Regions from separate parts of the Mus musculus genome. Here region 1 is linked to region 2. The links are chromatin contacts, called in public HiChIP or PLAC-seq maps. All regions are on one chromosome and are shown on one strand. Each heading gives the region's core, a stretch centred on a gene start, on an enhancer-like site or on the middle of the called end of the contact. The rest is flanking DNA. Distances are from core to core; before and after follow the strand shown. Region 1 has its middle 14 kb from the start of Ldlrad3. Region 2 overlaps Ldlrad3 (low density lipoprotein receptor class A domain containing 3).

Evidence for each region. HiChIP or PLAC-seq counts read pairs in DNA pulled down with a chosen protein or histone mark.
Region 1: a RAD21 HiChIP or PLAC-seq map of pro-B cells shows a contact between it and region 2, with 15 times the contacts expected there. The contact joins two enhancer-like sites. A contact is called at or near these places in 4 of 39 promoter capture datasets (the 3T3-L1 cell line, the C10 cell line, the HPC-7 cell line and 1 more), 1 of 15 datasets of contacts at CTCF or cohesin (pro-B cells), 17 of 484 Hi-C or Micro-C datasets (the C2C12 cell line, CD4 T cells, the HL-1 cell line and 10 more), 3 of 115 datasets of contacts at active chromatin or transcription factors (bone marrow-derived macrophages, double positive thymocytes and large pre-B cells) and 1 of 9 other capture datasets (embryonic stem cells).

Annotation. Positions count from the first base shown.
Region 1 is chr2:102,197,164-102,203,288 of GRCm38.p6, reverse strand. No RefSeq gene overlaps it. Among named protein-coding and RNA genes, the nearest start is that of Ldlrad3, 14 kb to the right of the region's middle. Within about 2 kb of position 1,543, at least 43 of the 459 cell types and tissues checked have an H3K27ac peak or open chromatin away from gene starts, as enhancers often do. A contact at or near this core is called in bone marrow-derived macrophages and pro-B cells, where this site is marked.
Region 2 is chr2:102,030,138-102,036,720 of GRCm38.p6, reverse strand. The region is part of intron 4 of Ldlrad3 (low density lipoprotein receptor class A domain containing 3); the gene reads left to right. Among named protein-coding and RNA genes, the nearest start is that of Gm39888, 41 kb to the right of the region's middle. Within about 2 kb of position 2,345, at least 72 of the 459 cell types and tissues checked have an H3K27ac peak or open chromatin away from gene starts, as enhancers often do. A contact at or near this core is called in bone marrow-derived macrophages and pro-B cells, where this site is marked.

The DNA of each region.
Region 1 (6,125 bases), core at 294-2,793, 170 kb before region 2:
TGTTCAGAGACAGGATTTGTTCTTGGAACTAGGCTGGCCTCAATCTTGCCATTCTCCTGCCTCCTACTCTTGAGTGTTGGAATTACGTCACAGGTGCCACGCCCATGTAAAAGTACGAAGCCTATGTCCTCAGAACAACCAGCCAAAGTTTTTCCTCCATTTTGTTTTGTGATGATGGGAACCAAACCAGGGCCTTGTGAATGGCAGCCCAGTGTTCTACCACTGAGACCCAGCCCCAGCTCTTCTCTTTGTTTTTTGTTTTTTTTTTTTTTTTTGGGGGGGGGTGGGTAGGAGGAAGAGTATAACCTCTTTCCCTCAGGGCCAGAGAGTCCAGGTGTTCTTGGGGAAAATGTGAGGAAGCTGTAGGCAAAGGGATAAATGCTAGTGTTCTTCATTTTCTTTCACAAGCACACTTATTTTGTAGTGTGTGCATTGCACACACGTGTGCAAGTGTGTGTGTGTCCAAATATGTTTATTTGAATATATTAATGATCGACCTACAGAAATGCAAGTGTCATTGTTTGCCCTCACTGAAAACCTGCATGGGACTAGATCCTCATTCTTCACAGAAATAAACTGAGGCTAGGAGTGGAGCTATCCACTGTTCAAGCTCAGAAGCAGATCAATAGCCTAACTGGGAGAGTAAGTCCGGTCTCTGATGTTCAGTTCTGATTTGTATCACAGTGGCTTTCCAGAGCAACTGGAATGGAGCCAGAGGGCTCCCTGCCCCTGCCTTCAACTTGGATATAAGTGGGTTAATATTGTAGGTTGACATAAACTTGGCTATAACTGGGTTAATGCTGTAGGTTGGCATCAACTTGGGTATAAATGGGTTAATACTGTAGCTTGCTTCCCAGGCCATTGGGTTGAGCCTAAGGGAGTCTCCAGGGACTCTGCTTACAAAGGCAAGAATATTCATTTTATCTCTGATACATGGCAGCCCCTATCCAGATTCCAGACTCGTCATCTGTGAAGCCATGGGCATCCTGGCTCTAAACTGTTTGCTCTCTGCCAACATAGCTTCACATGGCACTTTGGGGTAGTTTTTATTCCTTTTTTTTTTTATTTAAGATTTTATTGGGCAGAATATAAAATTTGAATGTTTTCATAAATGCTTAAGCATCTTTCGGGAGGCTAATTTATAGGATTTAAATGCAGTTGATTCCTCAGTGGTGGGGGCTTGAGGTTGAAGAACAGGAAACTGCTTGCTCTCGTTGCTCAAACTCAACTATAAAAAATTAAACGGCCTCAAAAGTGCAAGCCAGGGAGAATGCCTGTAGGATGTGCATCTGAACATGAGTGATGGCACAGGAGAGAGAGAAACAGGGTGCTTTGTTTTCACTGTATCCCCTCTCTGCTGCTTCCTTCCACTGGAGCCTGGCAGAGAGACCCCGGCCCTCGGAAGTGACCCAGTCTGGCCTTTCAGTGCAAGGCACAATACTAGCACTTCTCAAAGTCACTTTTGCCACAGCTTCCTACCCAGCCCCTCCCTTGGGACTGCACCTCAGGGATGGTGAGGCCCCATGTGAGGAGCGTGCATTGAGCAAGGGTTTGGTTGTGCAACAGCCTGGCTGTCCTCCTGGCACCCTCTCCCACGGAGCTCAGTGCAGCCAAAGTGCGGGGCAAGGTTCCCATTCTTTGGGATTTTTTTTTTTTTTTTGAGCCATATTTTGTTTCTATTTTCTATCTTCACTCGGTTTACTTTTTTTTTTTTTTTCCTTCTCCAAATGATGCCACAGCCTGGCCAGAAGTCCTCCCTCTTCTCTGTTCTCAGACGGAGCCAAGTGTGTATAAATGAGTATAAATTCAGTACCACAGAGGGGCATTTTCTCTCTTCTCCTGTGACATTAGATGCTCGGGCTCTCCCTCCATCCTCCGGTGCTCAGCGAGAATGGTACCCGGGAGATCCTAAACTCCTCTGGCCCAGTTTTTTTTTTTTTTTTTTTTAAAGATTTATTTATTTATTATATGTAAGTACACTGTAGTTGTCTTCAGATACACCAGAAGAGGGCACCAGATCTCATTACGGGTGGTTGTGAGCCACCATGTGGTTGCTGGGATTTGAACTTCAGACCTTCGGAAGAGCAGTCGGGTGCCCTTACCCACTGAGCCATCTCACCAGCCCCAGTTTTTTTTTTTTTTTTTTTTAACTGTACACAGTTGATACCATTCTGACCTTCAGATCAGGAGATTAGAAATCGTGTAGCCACAGAACGAGTGCAGCCACCGACATTTGAATTGTGATTATGCTGTTCCTGGACTCAACTCATGCTTACCACAATCCTGAGACAGCGGAAGTCTGATAGATTCTGTAGTTTGCCCAAGGCACAGCCATCTTGAGCAGCCACAGGCAGATGCAAATGGGCCCATGCTCACACAGTTCTCCTGGTGAGACATAAAAGAGCAATCTTGCTATCTCACAAAGGAGCACACTGACAAAGAGAAATTCAACATGACTTTTTTTTTTCCTTTTCAAAATGGGTGTGCCAAGACTCAAACCAGGCTAGCAACACACACACAACCAAAATGGCCTCCTTTTTTATCCCTGATTAGCTATGACTGAGTCTCAGCTCAGTAGTGAGAGTTGTAACTCTCCTGATATCGGTGAACTGATACAAAGTCCCAGGGAACGGGGACGGTCAGGACATATGGGCCTTGCCAGGCTGACTACGTTTGATAGGAAGGAAAGAAATGTTTCTCATATTCATGGGATAGAAACTCAACTTTACAGATGGTCTAAGACAGAAGATGGTCCTGAATGTGGGCCTTCAGCTTTCCAGCGACAAGAGGATAACATGGAAATGTATATGTGAAAAATCACTGCATCCATTCAGGATAGGTAAGAATAAGCCTCTGAGGTGCCAGTATCTTTGTACAGTAAAGGTAGATCCCTCACTTGTGATGAATCCAATTAAAAGCCCAAGCTAGAGGGAATGGGCCCGAGTTTCACCAGTTAGAATAAGGCCCAGGAAGAGAGACGTCTCCAGGCAGGCACTCCAGCTACTCCTGTTACTAAGCACCGGACTCTGTGTCCCCCCAAACTCACACTGAAACCCTAGACTCCAAAGTGATAATAAGGATGAGCCCTTAGAGGAGTGATCAGAGCCGATGAGGTCATGAGCACCTCCTTCTGATGGGATGGGGATGACATCTATAAGAAGAGTCAGCAGAGGAGCCATTTGTTCTCTGAGGACTCGACCAAAAGGCGGCCAGGTACAAGCCAGAAGCGGGCCCTCCCCTGGAGCCAGACAGGTGACCCTTGTTGTTCTCCAGCCTGCAGAACAGTGAACAAAGAAGGTTCTGTCGTTCAAGCCTCTGCAGGCTGTAGTGTTTCCTTCTGTTGGCTAGAAACAGGCTCATGCACACGGTTCCCCAGTAGTGGTGCCCAGGCATCATGAGCCAGAGAAACCATTCTACCGTCCTGGCACGTGGAATGCCTGAGCCTGTCGCACTGGGCGGTTGCTTGAGAAACCACAGAAAACCTAAACCTTCTGCCACATGATCTTGGCCAGCAGGGCTACACTACTTGGCATGGTGGTACCTTTAGGAGGTAGCACCTACTGAGTCTTTAGGTCAGAAGTAGTATGCCCCCTTAAGGGATAGTGAAACCAGACACCTTTCTCTTTCTCAGGTTTTCTTCTTTGTAATGAGATGAGCAGATTTGCTTCTCTGCCACTTGACTGTGAACGAGAACTTCTAAGACTGGGAGGCATGGCAGCTCCTTTCTCCTTGTCAGCCAGCAATTTCAGACATTTCTCTGTGGATGGAGGCTGACTAATACACACAGGAGAGACAGGGTGACAAAGTAAGACTTTATATATTCTACAAAGATCTACTGAGCCCTGATTAGGAACTAAGTACCTTTCTGGCATCTCTCAGTGGCCAAAGCAGATGATGATTTCTGCCTTCATAATGCTTAGGATCTACATGGATAAAAACTGCTGTCTTAGGCTGGTGGGATAGCTCCGTGGCTAGTTTGATCCCCAGAGCACAATGTGGGCTCCAGTAGTGAAATGGAAGGCAGAGATGGGAAAATCACCTAGAAGCTTACGGTCTAATTAGCCTGGAGAACACAACATGGCAGAAACAAGAAAGACCGTACCTTACCAAGGTGGAGAGAATGGTCTCCCACAAGTTATGACTTCCACAAGCACACTATAGCTGGAGCATGCCAACATTCACACAATAGTAGGAAAAAATAATTTTTAGAAGATTGCTATTTTCGGTTATATTTAGAATATATATTTATACATATATATGTGCATATAACAACAATTGGTGAGTAAGAGGGCATGAACTTGAAAGAGAGCAAGGATGATGTACATATGAGGGCTTAGAGGCAGGAAAGGGAAGGGAGAAATGATGAGTATAATTTCAAAAGTAAAAAAACAAATATTTAGAAAAATTGCTGTTTGAAAAATAATTTCAAGGGTGTTTTCCTAGCTATAAATGTAATATTTGCTTAGCCAATAAAAGTTGCAAAATATAACAAGTGCTTAAAACAGGAACCCCATAGAAAATAATAATTGTCATGCAGAAATAATACATTACTGCTATAATTGTGTTACAACGTTGCAGTTTCTCTTTCCTGATTTCTTCCATTTAGAGTTGTCCCTAACTTTTTCTCATACCCCTAATGTGATTTTTAATGGCTTCATATTGTTCCGGTCTGTAGCAATATCAGTTTCTTGAGCATTCTGGAGATATTTTACCTTTATTGACTTGATTTGTCCTGTGGTAAGCAGTGTCTTGAGGAACAGCTTTGCACACGCCTCTTTGACTGCATCTCTGATCGTGTCCTTATAATACAGTCAGAGAAGTGCAAGCCTCCGTTCACAGGCTCTGCAACTGTTCAAGCTTGAGACAAATATTCCCAGGACATCAGCACCGATGTGCAGCTTCACCTGCACTCGAAGAGACAATGCTCTCTCTCGCCAGGATTCAATGCAAGAGTGCACCTAAGTTTTGCCAATTTGTTAGACTGAAGCCGGGCATTATTACATTTTGAGGTTGGTTCACTCGCCTTGCTTGGTAAGTAATTACCAAGACTTGCTTAAACCCGAATAGTCTAATCCTGGCTTGGAAGTCAGAAGCGCTCAGTGCTCTAACAGAACACACCACGGCTTTACACCTCAGTTTTCTTTCCTGTCTAATGGGGACATTTATTCTGATTTCTTGGGTTATTGAGAAGGTTAAATGCATTTACGTTGTTGAATTTTTAAACACCTTTCCTGCCATAAATGGTAGCTATGATTTACATATGTGACAATTCAAAATGTATCCACACATGGACAGCTCCAGTCTTTGAAAAATAATTCATTTAATCTTCAACAATTTCATATATGTATAGTCAAAATCAGCCCATTTCCTTCTCCTGTGTTCTTCCACTCCTTAGGGAATATTTCTTCCCCACATGCTCTGTCCTTGTTTTTTTTTTTTTTTTTCTTAACCCACTGGGTTTAATTAGAGTTGATTTTATGTGCATGGGTGTGGTCTTATTTTTAGGGCCAAGGGCAACTTTCCAGTGTGGGTTTTTCTTCTGTGGTTCAAGAAAACACAGATATTACTCCAAAACAGGACAAAGAGACACATTGGCCAGGGACAGACCACCAAACACCCAGTGACTAACTGCACCATAGGGTTGCCTGCCATCAGAGATAATTAGCCTGGTGGTGGCTGGGCTCAGCAGGATGGTTTCACTCTAAGCTGTGGGGTCAGGTCAAAGCCATGGGCAGATTTACTGCCAGTGTGCTTTCACATATGTTAATAATCCACTGGCTTAAACAAGTCACAGGACACAGTCCAATGTTACCTGAGGAGTCTCCTCCTACATTGTGTGGGGAGGAGTGGATATTTGCTAAATGATTGGTCACAATGGGTGTCCCCTGCACCTGATAGGGCTATGTAATAAGACAGGTAGACAGAAAGTGTCTTTGTTACATGTTAGGCGTGTGTGTGTGTGTGTGTGTGTGTGTGTGTGTGTGTGTTTGTGTGTGTGTGTATGTTTGTGTTCAGAAATTGGGTTCTTAATTTCTGAGACTCCCCTCAATAAATCCTTGTAAATTTTCTCCTGTTTGAGCCTTAGTAAATACTATTTCCCTTGGGATTGATTTTAAGGCACACCA
Region 2 (6,583 bases), core at 1,096-3,595:
GTCTAACCAGAGACAAACGAGGTCACTTTATAGAGTGTCGTGGAACCCAGTCAGTGTATCCCTGTGGACACGCACAGTGCCTCTCCTCAGACTCACATACAGGAGCATGTGGAACCTAGCGCTCTGCTCTATAGAGCCTCACGGATTCCTTAGGATGCCCTCATTCTTTCCCCTTTGCTCCAGGCTCCGCACATCAGTTCATCTGCTGGCCTCAAGCCGGAGCATTCACACGTCATCCCTGAGAGGCATGGATCTGCTCTTGGGCTCCATTGGCTCTATTCACCCTGTTTCCTGTTCCTAAATCAAGGCTGAAACTACATAGAACAAAGCTGCCCTGTAACCCAGAGGGACCACCCAATGTAGTCACAGTAGGCAGATTTCTCATTAAAGTCAAGAAGCTATGGGAAAGACCCTGTCAGCCAGTACCATCATAGACTCTTCCAGAATGTCCCAATACAAGAATGTAGGGGTTAGGGGGTGAATGCTGATCTCCAGAAAAGCTGGCTGCAGGCTGTGTCAAATTTAGACAGCAAGGTATGACACGCGGGTTATCTAGCCAGACTTCCAACTTTGCTTTCATCCACAGGTGCAGTGATAAGATGCTGGGGTGGGCACTAGGTTGCCATTTGGGCTTTAGTCTCTGTAAGGCCAGTGTTCTAGGTAATCTATGGCATGTCTCTGTCTTTCGTTTCCTCTTAAATTTCTACTGGAAAGAAGAAAGAACTCTGTGTAGTCACAGTCCACAAAGGACTCACATATAAAGGACATAGGATAGTTGAGATAATTTGGACACTTGTAACCATTCCACAGCTAGGTCCAGTGCTTACACAATGTGTCCTGGGAGCTTCCCTCTGCAAACAGAAATTTAAGGGGCCAGCCAGAGGGAAAAAAACACTGGACTGTCGGTAGTGATTATCTCTGTTGGTGACTGCTGAAAATTTTTATATCTGATTGTATTCCTTAATACCAAGCAGAGTTCTTTTGTGTTTTGAAAGAAAGATTTGCATTTAAAAATAAAGGCCAGGGCCTGGACACGTAGCTCAGTTGATAGACTGACTGCTTGCATAGCTTATGGCCCTGAGTTTGTTCAGCAGCTGCCATAAACCAGGCCCACGTCTGTGAAGCCAGCACCCAGGAGATGGAGGCAAGAGCGTCAGAAGTTCAAGGTCTTTCTTGGCCACATAGGGAGTTCAAGGTTGGCATGGTTACATGATACCCTATCTCAGAAAAACCCAAAAATGAGTAAAGGCTAGATTCCTGAATGTTTCTCATCCTGATCTGAACAAAGAAGACACAAACAGCCATTAGGAGCTAAATATATAGGTCTTAAGGAATATCTTTATTTTATGATTTATTTGTATTCATTAAACATTAACAAGACTGCAAGCTTGCCTATGGATCTGGGATGGCTGAGCGGAGGTTTGAAAGACGGTCAGCTGTGAATAATTTATTCTGAAAATCACAGAAAATAAAGTAGCACTTGGGAGGAGGAGATTTTGCACTGATATGTTTGGATTTATACAGTACATGCTGTCTAATCCTGGGAGAGTTCCTTTCATATCTCTCTCTGTGCCTTCGTTTCCCCATATGTAAGAGAAAAGTGAACTAGCCTCAGTTATTATGAGAATAAAAAGCTTAACAACAATCTTGAATTCAAGAATAAGGCCAGGGCCAGGCGGTGGTGGCTCGTGCCTTTAATCCCAGCACTTGGGAGGCAGAGACAGGCCGATTTCTGAGTTCAAGACCAGCTTGGTCTACAAAGTGAGTTTCAGGACAGCCAGCCAGGGCTATACAGAGAAACCCTGTTTCAAAAAACCAAAAAAAAAAAAAAAAAAAAAAAGAAAGAAAAGAAAAAGCATAAGGCCAGATGCCTTAGATGCCTTATTATGCCATAAACTCAGGCCACGTCCCCGTTTGCCTGGAGATGCTTAGGCTTCGGACGTGCTCTATGGCCTCACATCAGAAGTAGCAGTAGCAACAGCAGCATTGAGATAATAAATTGGTGACGGTGCCTCGACTTCTAACCACATCTGAGTCACCACGCTGGCTTCTTAATTAGGTCGCCCACTTGCGCCTTGTCTGACTCATAGCCGTCCATATAACTTGCCTTCTCTTTACACATTGGGGTGCTTAGGTTCAGAAGGGTCACACCCTGCCCAAGATCACACAGCTTGTCACACATTCACGCTCATTCCAAAGCCCATGCTTGGACGCACTTGCCTGTCACGCTTACATTTTACATCTGCCTGCAGGTGTCTAAAGCACACACTTGCCTTGCTTTTGCTACCTCGAAGGTCTGGGTGGGGTGTTTTAGTGCCCTTCAAAAATATATCAGAATGTGTCCAGCTGTTTCCCCATGTGTTGGAGGAAGGAGAAGTATCCGAGGTAGCAGAGAGCTGGAGTTCCTTGCTGTTACATATTGATAGCAGAAGGCTTTTTATTTAAAGGAAATTGAGACCAATTATATGGCTTGCAATTAAACTCAGAAAGGGAATTGAAAGATGGAGAATTAATTTCCTGTTTGTTTGTGATACAGTATCTAGGCAAACAGTTAATCAGCACTTGTATCAACACCCACCCCATAGGGCTCAGCCCTGTAAGTGCAGCCTCCTCTGCCTCCCCCGAGAACACTGGTCCATCTTACACAGTTAGCACTGCCTTGCTCGGCCTTGCTCTGTGCCAGGTGCTTGACAAATGCAGATTCCTAAGTCACCGTGCACAGATGCTCGGCTAGGGCCTGGGGGGTTGTGATGTCACAGAAATCATTACATCCTAAGAGCAGCAGCAGCAACACATAGCAGACACGTGTGGTCAGACTTACACAAAGAGCAGCTTCAGGTGTGATGGGCAGTAGTAGGCAGAGGCCAAGGTTGGCCCTGAGAGACCATGCTGGGCCTCCACTTTTATAACCAAATGAAGGACACGGAGGGCAAATGCCAAGTCCTGTGGAGCAAAACAGGCAGATTTGAGATTTCGCACAGGAGAGGTGATAAGACCTAGCAGTCTGCTTTGGAGGGAGAGAGAGGGAAGGATGGGGGAGGGAGCCCTGTCTTCAGATGCCCTGGTCACCATGGGGGAGAGGTTAAGTTCAAAGGTGCACTGTACAATTCTGGAGGCCTTCTATTCGCCTGTCCCTCTTGACTATGTCAAAGCCAGGGAGTCTGACTTGCAGGGGTGGTGGCTAAGGCTACTATGAACAGGAGCTGGTGTCTCGCTGCTTCTAAGAAGGCCAGAGGTATGAGGTCTGGAATTTCCTGTCAATACAGCCTTCATCTTCACATCCAGCATCCTGTGTCTCAGGCCAGAATGAAAATAACAAGGAGCCAGGAAGGGTCCCCAACCGTGCTGCAGACATGAGCCAACCCAGCCAGGAAGGGTCTCCAGCCATCCTGCGGACATGAGCCTACATCCAGCCAGGCTTGCCACAGGTCCACGGGGCTTTCTGGGCTTAGAGCCTGTAGATAATTCCCTTTTCTCAGTTCCCATCCCAAGTTCTATAAGCTCTGCCACCCCCTGCAGGTGGGTGTAAGCTGAGGTTGGGCACTTTGCCAGGACAGCAGCTGAGGCACAGAGTTCTGCCATATTTCCGTCACAGTGAGGCAGTTGGAGGCTGTGAAAGGAGGTACTTTGTGGTGGCAGGGACTTTTGTACCACCCTTGCCCCACCCCACAGTCTTCTCGCCTCCTTTGGGTCTTTGCTTGGTGAACTGTTTTAGGACCACTTTCTGCCAAAAGATGTTTCCTTTCCCAGCCTCCACCCACATTGGTTGATAGGATAACCATGGCTCGGCTTCCTGCAAGCCCACGTACTATGTTCATTTAGCTCACTGCAGAGCATGGAGACAGGCGGCAAATGGCAATCACAAGCATGTGAGTCGTGTAAGGAAAAGTGTAGGGCACAATAGGATAAGAGTGGAGTCCTCTAAGCAGAGGTTTGCAGTTTCAATCTGGAGGTGGGCAGGAGTCTGTGAAGAGGGAAGCGGCTGCTAGGTAGAGGGAACAGCAAGGTGAGGGAACCCCCATTGGAAGAGAGGAAGTGTGGGGATGCCTGCCTGTAGTGCCCACCTGGGTCAGGTGGGGGCTGGTCCTAGATACAGCGTACGATCCTGACCTACATCTCTAGGGTACTGGGAGGTCAGGAGTGGCCCAGAAGACATTTGGAAGGAAGAAGCAGATGCGCCTGAGCCAGGTGAGACCAGAAGGCATTACAGGGCTCTGGTGAGCTGTTTTGGTCTCACCACAAGCCTGCAAGGCCTTTCTGTAAGCCTGAGTTGGAGCTGAGGTTTCTCTCCAGCCCCCTCTACCACTCTGTTACTGCTCATTGCCCTCTACCGAAAGTCTGAGTGCTTAGACCATGCTAGGCACCTGTGATCGTTTGCATATGCTTGGCCCAGGGAGTGGCCCTATTAGAAAGTGTGGTCCTGTTGGAATAGGTATGGCCTTGTTGAAGTAGGTGTGTCACTGTGGGCGTGGGCTTAAGACCCTCACCCTAGCTGCCTGAAAGTCAGTGTTCTGCTAGCAGTCTCCAGATGAAGATATAGAACTCTCAGTTCCTCCTGCGCCACGCCTGCCTGGAAGGTCTCATCTTGATGATAATGGACTGAACCTCTCAACCTGTGAGCCAGGCCCGATTAAATGTTGTTCTTATAAGAGTTGCCTTGGTCATGGTGTCTGTTCACAGCAGTAAAACCCCAATTAAGACAGCACCCTGAGTGGTGCTTCTTGTGACTCACCCCCTGTGCCTCTCACTGCTGCTGATTAGGAGCTTCTGTGGCTACGCTATGCTGTGGTATCATTGCACCACTCCTGGGGACTGTCAGCTCTGGAGTCTGAAATGCATTGTTCTCTGAATTTTAATCAAAGCACTTGATCTCCTGTTCTTCCAGTGTCAAGACTCCAGCATCCCAGATCATCCACCCCGTTGACTAGACAGAAACTTCTACCTGTGCTCCATCAGCCCTGGCTTCTCTCAGGATGCTCTTGTCTGACTTTGTCCCACCACAAGTGGGCCCAGTGGATCTCAGTGCACATGGATGGGAGGCTGTGCCTGTTACAGTGCTTGGATGAGGGATGCTTGCATTTTACACAAGGAATTACAGTGAAATGAGAGGCAGCTTGCAAGCAAGTTTTGGCCATGGGGGTTGGGGACGCTTTTCCTCTGTAATGTCCTCCCGCCTCTGGCCTTCTCAGATAGGGCAGGATTGGTATTTCTCTGTAAGGGAAGAAGTTGTATCATGAATGACAGTAGTTGGGTCCTGAAATTAACCAGTCATAAAGTAAATAAATACATTGGTTACTTTGGGGCCAAAGGACAATATACCAAACCAAGAAACAGCACCAAGTTTTTTTATGCTTAGCTTTTCTGAGTGAAATAGTATTGCTATTACTGGGGACAATCTGCCCTTTTTAAAGGACTGTGGTATAATACACAGCACACGGAATCTTCCATCTTCCGTGGTTTGTTTGTTTGTTTGTTTTGAGACAGGGTTTCTCTCTGTAGCCTTGGCTGTCCTAGAACTCACTTTATAGACCAGGCTGGCCTCGAACTCAGAGATCCGCCTGCCTCTGCCTCCCAAGTGTTGGGATTAAAGGCGTGCACCATCACACCTGGCCTTCCTTGGTTTTGAGGTGCAGCTCACCAGTGCAGAATACCGACTCCACTGGCTTACTCACATTTTGAATCCAGAAGAGAATGCCCAGATGTGTGTCAGGTCAGAACAGAAAATGAAAACAACTGTCTCTGGGCTGTAGAATCTGGAGTGTTTACGGAGGCTGCATGGTTTGTACCACAAATCTTGTCTCAGTGAACCCACCTGGGCCTGGAGCAGGGTGGGTGAAGGGAGGCAGGCACATCTGCATGGTTTGGAGCATGTTCTTGCGCCATCTAGTGTCCTTGGGGGCCTTAATCTAGCGGCTCCCGAGGCAGCTGGATTTCCCTGGCTCTGGGAGGAGGCTGCATAAAATCCCAGTGGCTTGAAAAGCGCACCAGGGAGATGTTTGTCTTTTTAGATCATTTGGATTTTTTTTTTCTTTCCCCAGCTCTGATCCCAGGGAAATTTGCAACTAAAATTGTGTTTCATTAACAGTCAGAACAGTTTGTCCCTTTGAAGCTCAGACAGGGTGAGATTAATATGAACCCGATATTAAGCTATTAAGCATCAATTTGGCAAACCTATTTATAAAAGAGCTGGAGATAGAAAATAAAGAAAGTCACATTAAGAGGCTTGTCTGCCAAATCCACTCTCTATTCTGAAAGATGTGACTTAGTAACCAGTCTCTGTGTGAGAAAGAAAATTGTGTGCGTGGGTGTGTGTGCGTGTGGGGTGGGTGGGGGTGCTTGTGTGGGTGTATCGACTGAGCATGGCTTTTGATGACAGGCACTTACTCTGATACTGCCATTGCCCCTAAATGGTGTCCCAGCCAATGTAGACTGACTCCGTATTGCAGCCTTGCTGTGAAACAGCTGGAAAGTGACTGAAAATGTCTTGCCACCACAGTGAAGACACAGCCACCCCAATGTCACAGCACGGTGCATTGTTCACGTGCTTGTGAGGATGTTGACAGGGTTAGGTGTAGAAACACGT